2 separate regions of the Danio rerio genome follow, and region 2 is linked to region 1. The links are chromatin contacts, called in public HiChIP or PLAC-seq maps. All regions are on one chromosome and are shown on one strand. The core of a region is the stretch at or near the end of the contact, and the rest is flanking DNA. Distances in the headings are between cores, read along the strand shown.

Region 1 (5,233 bases), core at 1,040-3,539:
GCTATTCCCATGCGGACCAAGAGGCCAAAAAATAAATAAATATAAATAAATAAATAAATAAATAACCGCTAACGCAAATTAGCCAGTCCGAACAACATCTGCAGTTCAAAATACATTAAATCTCAGATGGTAAACGAACAGATTAATACATCAACTTATTTAAAAAAAAACTAAGCTACCTTTGTGCCTTGAGTATAAGTACAGTCAGTAAATACACAGTATTATTAGCCACATCTTTTAATAAAATCAGCAGTAACTTCACTTGCTTAGATAATTTCTAACTGTTTACACAAATATTATTTGTGTGCAGTATTTTTATTAAAACATCATTTGATACTTTCATAATAATACATTTACTAATATAACATTTTAAAAAGGAAAATTCATCCTTATCACTGTAACTTATCTGAAAATTATACATTAGTAAATGTACAAAGTATTGAAGGGTAAAAAAGCTTCAGTGAAATTATAGCTTACTACTTGAACATGTAGCTAATAATGATAATAATCATAATAATAATAATAATAATAATAATAATAATAATAATAATAATAATAATAATGATAATAATAATGATAATTCTTTCGACTTAAGCCCAACATTAATAATTATCAGAGTTGATAAACCATTTTCACTCAAATTTGCAAAACCGATATGTGTAAAGGATAACGTTTGACTTGCCTTTTCTTTTTCAACAAATCCAACAAAAGATGTTCTTTCAATTTCCACGGGTTGTCCTTGTCTGTCGTATAGCGCTAATACGAAGTGGAAGAAGTTGGATTTACGAAGGTTTGAAGGAGGTTGCTTCTCAAAGTGTGCTCGAGCAAGACCCACTCCACTATAAACACACAGAAGAAAGACAGACAGAATGATGATGGATGTATTTATAATTAAAAGCAACAATTATAGCCTATTTTGTGATTTATTATAATTGTCTCAAAATATTAAAAATAAATAGGCTAATTTTAGTTCAAATGTGCAACGGGAAAGCCCTGAAATAGCACACGTGAATTGCTTTATTAGTTTAAGAAAACAACTTGAAATATAGCTTTGTGTTTTACACAATCACTTAAAAAGTTATGCTAGTCTTTAACAACATATATTCCATTTAACATACTATTGGCAATTGTGATAAATCATAAAGTAGCTTAATTGCTCTAAATCTATACTTGAACAAACAAGTAAGCTAGGCTACTGGTATTTATTTTCTTTAAAACTCCATATTTTAGGGCAAATAAATCAACGCACTGTTGCAAAGTCATTAAAAAGCAGCCGCTATTTTAAGGCTAAAATAATAATGTCAGAAGAAATATTTTTTAAATAGTTTAAATGTGACTTGCAACTCCATCGTTTCAATGTGTCGGTGCCGACGACACGCAGGAGGATGCTACGAACTTATCGCAGCAATAAATCAATCTCTTTGTCAGCTGGTTATTAATAAGCAGATATCGCGCACTGATTAGGATGATATACATGAGCGTTTTGTGTCGTCCCAGGATGATAAGCGCCCGATATCATTCCGTCGAGCTGTTGCCGTGGCGCTGCAGACCGCCGCCGGCTTACCTCTGAGCGGCTGTGTTCGCATCCAACACTCCGGCGCCCTGCATCCATGTCCGGACAGCGTTCATCCCGGCACCGATGGGCTCCTCTTTCATACTACTCCCGCTCCTTTGAATGCTGTCTTGAATCCCGAACATGAAAACAGACTCCTGTCACCGTCTCAGTCGCTGCTTGCTTCTTTTGATCGCTCCGTTAAAAAAAGACAAGGAGAGGAGTACGGGTGAGCAGGTGTCACCGCGTTTGTCTCTATTAGCGCTTCCTCTGTGAAACCGAAAATACACCGACGTGCCAAAAGAAACGCGAGATGTCAACATCCAGGTTTGGGAACACCGCACAACAATAAACAAACAAACAAACCAAAAACTGCAAGATTAAACCGGAGGTCCCTTCGGTCTAGCGCGCGGGGGAGAGAGAGAAAGAGGGAAAAAAGTCTAATGTCACTTTAAGAAACAATAGGATCAAGAACGGGCTTCGCTGAGGGTTAGATCAAATGTCATCATCCAGAGACTATTTTTTTTCTTTCTTTATTTTCTCCTCCTTTCCTTTCCTGTCTTTCTCCACAAAGAGTATTCTCTGATCAAATCACATGAATGAGCAATATGAAATCAACCACGAGAGGTGGACCCTTGTGGAGACAGCTCCCTCGCTGTTCCCCTTGTTCAAACGGGAGTGATTTGTGTCCTTTCCCAAAGGAATCCGATTTGACTGTCTCTGGGAACTAAACACAAGCAAACTAACCCCAAAGGGAGGAGGAGGTGGAGGAGGAGGGAGTGACTGCGCACGCAGGGCCGCCCCCCAAACATAAGTAAGCCGAACTACCATTAGCTGTCCACCCAACCACGAAGCCCGTCGCCTAATTAGATATCACAGCCCGCCCTGCCCACTTAGCGAGCTGCGTGTTTAGAGGGGAAACCAGAAAGAAGTTATGCGCGCGTTAAATGTCACGCGGGGAGCTGCAGTCCGGAGCGCGCCGCGCGAGTCGAGCCAAGCTGATGTGGTTCGCATGAACGCAGAGTTGTCTTTTAATATTGTAAGTTTGTTTAAGAAACAGCACAGTGGGTTTGTTTAAATAGGGATGAGCTAGTGTTAGGGTTGTTCAGCAACTCTCTCAAGAGTTGGATGTTTTATAAAAACATTTCTGAGGGAGTTTTCGCCGCGCGCGTTGCGTTGAGGTTTGGCGCCCCTGGCAGATTTATCAGCTTTTCCAAAAGCCCTTAAAACACTGCATTATTGCTTAAAGAGAATATGATAGCTATGTCAGTATTTTTATTTCATAAATTATCAATAATGACATGTCAAACAGACCTCTGTTGCTATGGTTACCTGCTAGACGAGCGCGATGTGTGTTCTTGAGAGTTTATATTCAGGTAAAATAAATGAATTGAGAACTTTTGTAAGCTGGTAGGCTTTAATATAGCCAACCAAAACGTGGTCACACTAGGATATTCTGCTTTCTTTAAAACATCATTGTCGATTTTTTATTAGGCTAATACCATAATGTAGTATAAAGTATTATAAAGTATGAAGTATTTCATTAATGTGCGTATGAGAGACATAAACCCGAGAAATACTATGTTTGACAACCAATGTGACTAAATTTATAATTAGTGTCATAAACATTTCCAAAGAGACGTCTTAGTGCATTGCACCAACATTGAGGTTTGTTTTTTATTATTTCAGTTATCAGTAAAAAATAAACTATAAAATCCTTACTGACAAAATTATTTAATGCTTTTTAAAATTGCCTACTTTTTTATTAGTATAGATAAAGGAGCAGAATGCAGATATTATAATCCATATAACACCGCAGCGACAATAGGCTAAACGCATCAAACAAAACCGGATCATTCAGACCTAATGTTTAAACAGCATGCTTAGTCAAAAACAATATAAAACGACTACACAAAATACAATATAAGCGCAAAACAGTGTAAATAGCAGCACTTTTTTCCTCTTTTAAACAAAATCATTTTTATTAATATTTGAAATATGCTTTATTATATTTCAGAAATGTTCAAAATGAGCTTGCTCCGGATATGGATATTGCACCAGAGCTAAATGAATTGCACGGAGGAGAGAGGTCTGAGTCCGTCCTATGCAGAGCTGGTCAGGCAGAGGGGAATTGTACTCCCCTTGGGTCCTTGTATTTATATGCCACACAGCAGTTTAAAGTGGCAGAAACTACACAACGAGTCTTGGCGAAAACGGTGAATTGTGTCCAAATAAGAGACAGACATGTTATTTAGCATAACTAAAATTTATTATGTGCGTCACTTAAATGTCCCATGTTCGAGAAAAAAAAATCAATGCGCAATCCTGTTTAACATGTGTCCATATTTATGATAATCATATAAAAAAGCTCAAATTAACCTTTATATAATACAACTAATCCCATTGCTGACAGCGACAAATTCGATTTGATCTGTAAAGCAGATGTCCACATAAATCACACTGTCGTTGATGAGCACTAACCATTTAATTGAATTGAATAACCATAAAATAAATCATAATGTAAAACAAAGTTTTTGTCACGTGACATAATTTAATCAGTGGGCTACTTTTGTCTGTTTAAGCGATCAGACCAGCATGTATTTGTATATAAAAAGCACATTTAGTTTTAATGCAGTATAAATATCTACAATTTATTTATTTATTTATTTATTTATTTATTTATTTATTTATTTATTTATTTATCTAGCCAAGAAAAAGCACCGTTTTGATAATTTCTTCATTAATGCACAATGTAGGCTATATGAAATAACCAGGATTATATTTGAGTTTGTGATCCAACTCAGCTTGACGTTAAAAAATAGACTAATTTACTAATAAGAGTCTCAGTTGGGGGTAATTATGACTAACAAAAGTGCTTGCATATTTTGTACATACTGTAACAACAAACAGAGTCTGTTTTTTGTGGATTGGAAAACAAATCGCATGAAGAGTTTCAGACTCCTCAGAGAACCGGACAAGAGTGAAAATAATGGTTGCCAGCGCAACATTGTCATCTAGTGGCCACACATGGAAAACATCGCCTTTGTTTTAAAAAACTTTTTAAAGCATTACAGAAACTAGAAGTAGTTTACAAAAAGAGCATGTAAAAAAGAATTATTAAGTATAAAGATGAAGTTTGTGATTTAAGTGTTTCAAATAACTTTTCGAATAATGTGTCAAAATGAAATTACTGCAAAATGAAATAAGGCATACTTTTATTGACCTTTACATATTAGAATATAATACAACAATAAGCAGTCATACTACATTTTAAAAAAAATTTTAAGTTGATTAAAATGAAATGTAAATAAATAAGTAAAACCTAGAGGAGTCTATGTCATCAATGTTTTTTCATTTAAATATGCTGGACACTTTTATATTTATAGTATACAAAATAATACTAACAATTGCCTCACAGCAAGAAGGTCACTGGTTCGAGTCCCGACTGGGCCAACTGGCATTTCTGTGTGGAATTTGCATGTTTCCCTCCCATGTTGGCGTGAGTTTCCTCAAGGTACTCTGGTTTCCCCCACAGTCCAAAGACATGCACTATCTGAATTGAACAAACTAAATTAGCAATAGTGTATGAGTGAATGAGAATGCATGGGTTTATATATATTTATATATACACTTTTGCATCACTGAATGACATTTTAGTGGGTGTAAATCATGATAAAAATG
Region 2 (5,233 bases), core at 1,550-4,049, 110 kb before region 1:
CAGATCATCTCCGGAACAAAAGCGACGCGCCGGCGTGTTGCGCTGCCACACTAATTTGGTTCATGAAGTGTGTAACACAGTCCTCTTTGGCAGGGGGGCTTCATTTGTCTCTGACTTTATTAAACTAATATACAACAATCTTCTCCGCGCTTAAAGCTTCGCCGTACGAGCTGAACGGAGACACTGACGACTAGAGATGCTGCCGCTGGAAGAGGCTGGCAACTGCTGCTGAACTCCTGAATTAAAACAGATGGTACATGTCACAACAAAGCTATTTATCTACAAGAGATGTTGCCAGGTTTGGTTTTATTAGGCCTTATCAGAATTTACTTGATTTATTTTCATAGGCAAAAATTGCAATATTGTTAAATATCCTTACAATATTATAACTATATAATATATAACTTATGATATAAGTTATATATTATATAACTTGATTTAATTTCATATATCAAGTTAGATTAAGTTAAGTTACATTATTCATTCATTTTCTTTTCGGCTTAGTCCCTTTTTTTAATCAGGGGTCTCCACAGCGGAATGAACCGGCAACTTATCCAGCATATGTTTTATGCAGCAGATGCCTAAGGCCAATTTTGTTTATTCAATTCACCTAGACCGGATTTATTTGGACTGTGGGGGAAACCGGTGCACCCAGAGGAAACCCATGCGAACACGGGGAGAACATGCAAACTCCACACAGAAATGCAAACTGACCCAGCTGGGCCTTCTTGCTGTGAGATGATCGTGCTACCCACTGAGCCACTGTGACGCCCTAAGTTACAACTTGATTTAATTACATAAGCAAACATTGCAATATTGTTAAACTTGATTTATTTGATATAAATTAACTTGATTTAATTTAAGTTATAATCATTTAAGTTAGTTAAGTTGCATTATATAAGTTATATTATATAACTTGATTTAATTTCATAATTAAAATTATTAAATATCCTTCAAATATTTTCACACTTTAAAGTTGTATGTATTTAAATAGCTCATTCATTAATTAATTAATTCAGTTATTACATATTACTTATATATTATATTTATGTAGCGTTGAAGTCAGAATTTTTAGCCCCCTGTTAGTTTTTTTCCCCAAATTCTGTTTAATGGAGAGAAGTTTTCTCAACACATTTCTAAACATAATAGTTTTAATAACTCATTTTTAACTGGTTTATTTTATCTTTGCCATGATAACAGCACATATTTGACTATATATTTTTCAAGACACTTCTATACAGCTTAAAGTGACATTTAAAGGCTTAAAAAGGTTAATTAAGTTAACTAGGCAGGTTAGGGTAAATAGGGAAGTTATTGTTTAACAATTGTTTGTTCTGTAGACTATCGAAGAAATATATCATTTAAAGTGGCTAATAATTTTGACTTTAAAATGGGTTTAAACTATTAAAAAACACAAAATAAAACAAATAAGACTTTTTCCAGAAGAAAAAATATTATCCGACAGACTGTGAAAATTTCCTTGCTCTGTTAATTATAAATTGGGAAATATTTTAAAAGGAAAAAAATGGGGGGGTTAATAATTCTGACTTCAACTGTTTATGTGTTGTGTAATTTTTAGTCAATATAATGCAAACTTGTTTCAAAAAAAGAAATGACTTACATCAATGTTTTGAATATAAACATATTAACTTTATATGTGATACATGTATTATTATTATTATTATTATTATTATTAATTTTATTATTATTACTTAAATGTTTAGGACATAATACTAAGCAATGTATAATATTTTATTCTACAATATTATTAGTAATATTAAATTAAGTTTCATTTTCATTGAACATATTTTTTTTCAGTGTATTTGTATAATGCCTTTTTATAGTTCCAAAGCAACTTTTCAAAGCATAGTCGAATTCTCAAGTGAGCAAACCAAAGGCGACCAGGGAAAGGAAAAACTCCTGAAGATGAAGAAGAAACCCTGGGAGGAAACAAGACTCAGCTGGAGGCTGGTTTAAACAAATGTATAATTTAAAGAATAGGTGCATATGTAGATAAATGTCAATTTTAACAGATGTAATCTATTTGAGCGGAACGGAATTGAAAGTTCTTATACGGTGTAAGATAACAAATTAATTCATTTCTGAGGCATTTGTGGTATCTCGCTGAGTCCTGGTTAGTTTCGGAACCTGATCTATAATCTTTCCAAAAAATCTCTATTATCATATCCACATTTTGAGTTCACTCAAACTTTTGAAGCAGGAGAAGAAAAAAGGCGTGGGAACTCTACAGCGCATGTGAAAGTGATGTGTGTCAAGAGAAGAACAATAATCAGACGGATGTGTCTATCATCACAAGGTAGTCTCAGATCCTGCCTCCCCCACTGTTGGGCTGAACCCTGGGGAGGGTGTTAATTCAAACCACATGTTCGGCTTTCAGCTGCCACTCCACTACCTCGCTCGTCTGCTGGTGGAGCTCTGATTTTGGGGGACTCCTCTGCATCTCAGGGGTCTTGAAGTTTCACACAAAAATATATAAATCTTGTATTCCTGATAAAAATCTGTTTTGTGGTTGCAGGTCGTGCTTTGTGCCTCCAAACCCTCCCCTTTCTTCTCCTGTGCGTATGCTGGGGGGGAATGTTACCTGCATTCGGGGGCACAGGCCATGCATCACTGACACTTCATCTCAGCCTGACTGCCTTGTTTCCGTAGTGACCCCTTTCCCCTAGCTGCCGCACGGCATTATTTAAGGAGATTTATGAGCCGGTGTCCCGTGCCAGGAGCTACGGAGGCGGACGCCTTGGGGGCCGAGGCACAACAAGGGGGGCCCATTAATAACCCACAGCCAGGCCTTCGCTCCCAGTCTGGACTGTGGAGACTAGGGTTCCTCCACTTTTCCAGTGACCGTAGGCTAGCAGGCAGTATTCGGTACCTGAGTCCCACACACGGAGGTGGGGTAACGGATCTGGCAGGCTTGTGGGGCCCCTGCCGTGGAGCTCCGCAGAGCAGCCGCTTGTGATGGATGGGAGGAGGCAGATGCTATCTGAGCCCAGGCCATCTGTAAGAGCTCAGAGTAACAGTGGGGTCACTGACTGACAGTGCGGGAGAGAGAAAAAGGGGCAAGTCGGCCTAGTGTGTAGGATCACGTTAGGCACGTGTAGCGGGCGGAAGGTGCGAGAGGGCATGTTGGCATGCTAATGCTGTGTGAGAAAGTCAGGCCAGGTCTCTGTACTCACAAAGAGGGCGCCGTGTAGTTTGTCAAAGAGGACAGTCGGAGACACACACACACACACATTTCCTCATGTCACACATGCTCAGACAGGCTGCCAGTCGGAATCGGATGAAATAGGCAAGGATGACACCAAATTTGATGCGAAAGTGGTAAGAAAGTGTGCTCTGAGAGAGAGTATAGTGAAGTGTATAGTAAGTCGGTGTGGCTGCATGTGACATGAGCGTGTAGCTGTCAGCCGCTCCGCCGAGAGAGACTGGCAGGGAACACCTTCCATGTTAGCCCATGTCTATTTAAAAAGCAATGTTTTATTCAGCCACAACATCTCATTGCAATGAAAAATTTATCACTCCGCGCTTTCTGTCTAATCCTGTCCTGTGTCAGGTAATTCCACTCTGTTTTTCTTTAAATATTTCTCAGGACAAAGTGGAGGGGTGCTGGACTCATCATGACACATTGATGGAGATGGAAAGTGGGAGTCTCGGACTCCTGGATTTGCAGTGCAGTCCTCTAGTGGAAGCCCTTTTGTAGCTTGTTCAGACTGCACAATTTCAACCTGAGTTTGTTTGAGATAGAGTGTCATGGTGAATCCTAAACTCAAGAACCAGTCATTTTATCTCATTTATTATGTCAGAAAATATAGCATGATTAAGTGTTTGATGTGTGTCTTCGACAGCAGATTCTGTCACATCTGTGATGTTGACCAAAAGGACAACAGAATCACTGTACACAACACAAAACATAGCAAAACAAAAGAAAGTGTGGCAATAGTTCTATTTCATGGAGTTAAACACAAAAACACATATGCTTTATGATATATTACTATTATTATTATTATTATTAATAATAATAATAATAATAATAATTCCTTATATGTATATAGCGCTTTCCTGGACACTCAAAGTGTTTTACACAAGGGTGGAATTTCCTCATCCACCACCAGTGTGCAGTATCTACGTGGATTTTGCAATGGCAGCCATATTGTGCCAGACCACCACACCAAACACCAGCTAAATGCTGATTGGTGTAAAGAAGACAATTATGACATAGGGATGCTTAGGAGGCCACGATGAACAGAGGCCGGTGGGAAAATTCCTAACGACCACAGAGTCAGGACCTTGGTTTTACGTCTCCTCTAAAACACGGTGCTCATTGAGCAGTATAGAGTCCCCTTATACTGGGGCTTTAGGACCCAGACAGAATGCAGGTTGAGCACCCCCTGCTGGCCTCACTAACACTTGCAACAGCAACCTAGCTTTCCCATGTGGTCTCGCATCCAGGTACTGACTGGGCTCAGCCCTGCTTAGCTTCAGTGGATGACCATGTGAGATTTGTAGAGAGTTGCCGGCTCTCATTTTCTGATGACAAGATGCCAGTACAAAACACACGTTTCGGTAGCTAACGTTTTGTTTATACTCATGTAACAGATAATTCCACCTTCTCACTGCGATTATGCACAACATTTATGCAGAGTTCAGACTGCATGATTTTAGCCCTGATTTTGACTCGCCGACAAACTTTGAGAAATCGAAGACAAATGCCTGAAATCACAGGCAAACCAGGGCTTGTTCACGCGAGTAACAATCACACAGTGTGTACAATCAAAGATATGATCTGCGATTCAAATCCTGCCGTGTAAAATGTGTTCTGATTGAAAATAACATCAGCGATCACCTACAGCCAATGAGAGAGAGCAGCATCCACTAGTATGAGAAGCTGAAGGCCAGCGGGAGGATGGGAAGAAGTTCAAATGCTCATTTTCAGTCTATTTGGACCCAAGAAATAGAGGAAAAACTATTGAAAAATTAGCCCTTTTCACACATACAGACCTTTCCGGAAAATTACCGGCAATTTGTGTGATGTGTGAATGGTCTTTTCTGTAAAAAATCCGTAACGTCCTCGCCTGTGTGAACCACGCTTTTTTGAATATACCGGTAAAGTCGTTCCCGAAATTTTCCAGATATTTACCGGTATCACTGTGTGAAAGGGGCTATTGACAGGATCACCTATGTCTCTTTGGCGTATAATCTGAGCAAACCCACAACT

The links. HiChIP or PLAC-seq counts read pairs in DNA pulled down with a chosen protein or histone mark.
Region 2: an H3K4me3 HiChIP or PLAC-seq map of embryo shows a contact between it and region 1, with 8 times the contacts expected there. The contact joins the enhancer-like site here to the promoter of ebf1a in region 1. A contact is called at or near these places in 8 of 18 Hi-C or Micro-C datasets (caudal fin, embryo, fibroblasts and 1 more) and 2 of 4 datasets of contacts at active chromatin or transcription factors (caudal fin and embryo).

What each region holds. Positions count from the first base shown.
Region 1 is chr14:39,621,437-39,626,669 of GRCz12tu, reverse strand. It overlaps ebf1a (EBF transcription factor 1a), which reads right to left and starts at 2,289. Exons shown (of 17, transcript NM_001423971.1): 1 at 1,565-2,289; 2 at 683-839. The coding sequence starts at 1,698. It overlaps LOC141377560 (a long non-coding RNA gene), which reads left to right and starts at 2,476. Exons shown (of 3, transcript XR_012389897.1): 1 at 2,476-2,591.
Region 2 is chr14:39,734,012-39,739,244 of GRCz12tu, reverse strand. The region is part of intron 6 of ebf1a (EBF transcription factor 1a); the gene reads right to left. Among named protein-coding and RNA genes, the nearest start is that of ebf1a, 110 kb to the right of the region's middle. Within about 2 kb of position 2,799, at least 12 of the 62 cell types and tissues checked have an H3K27ac peak or open chromatin away from gene starts, as enhancers often do.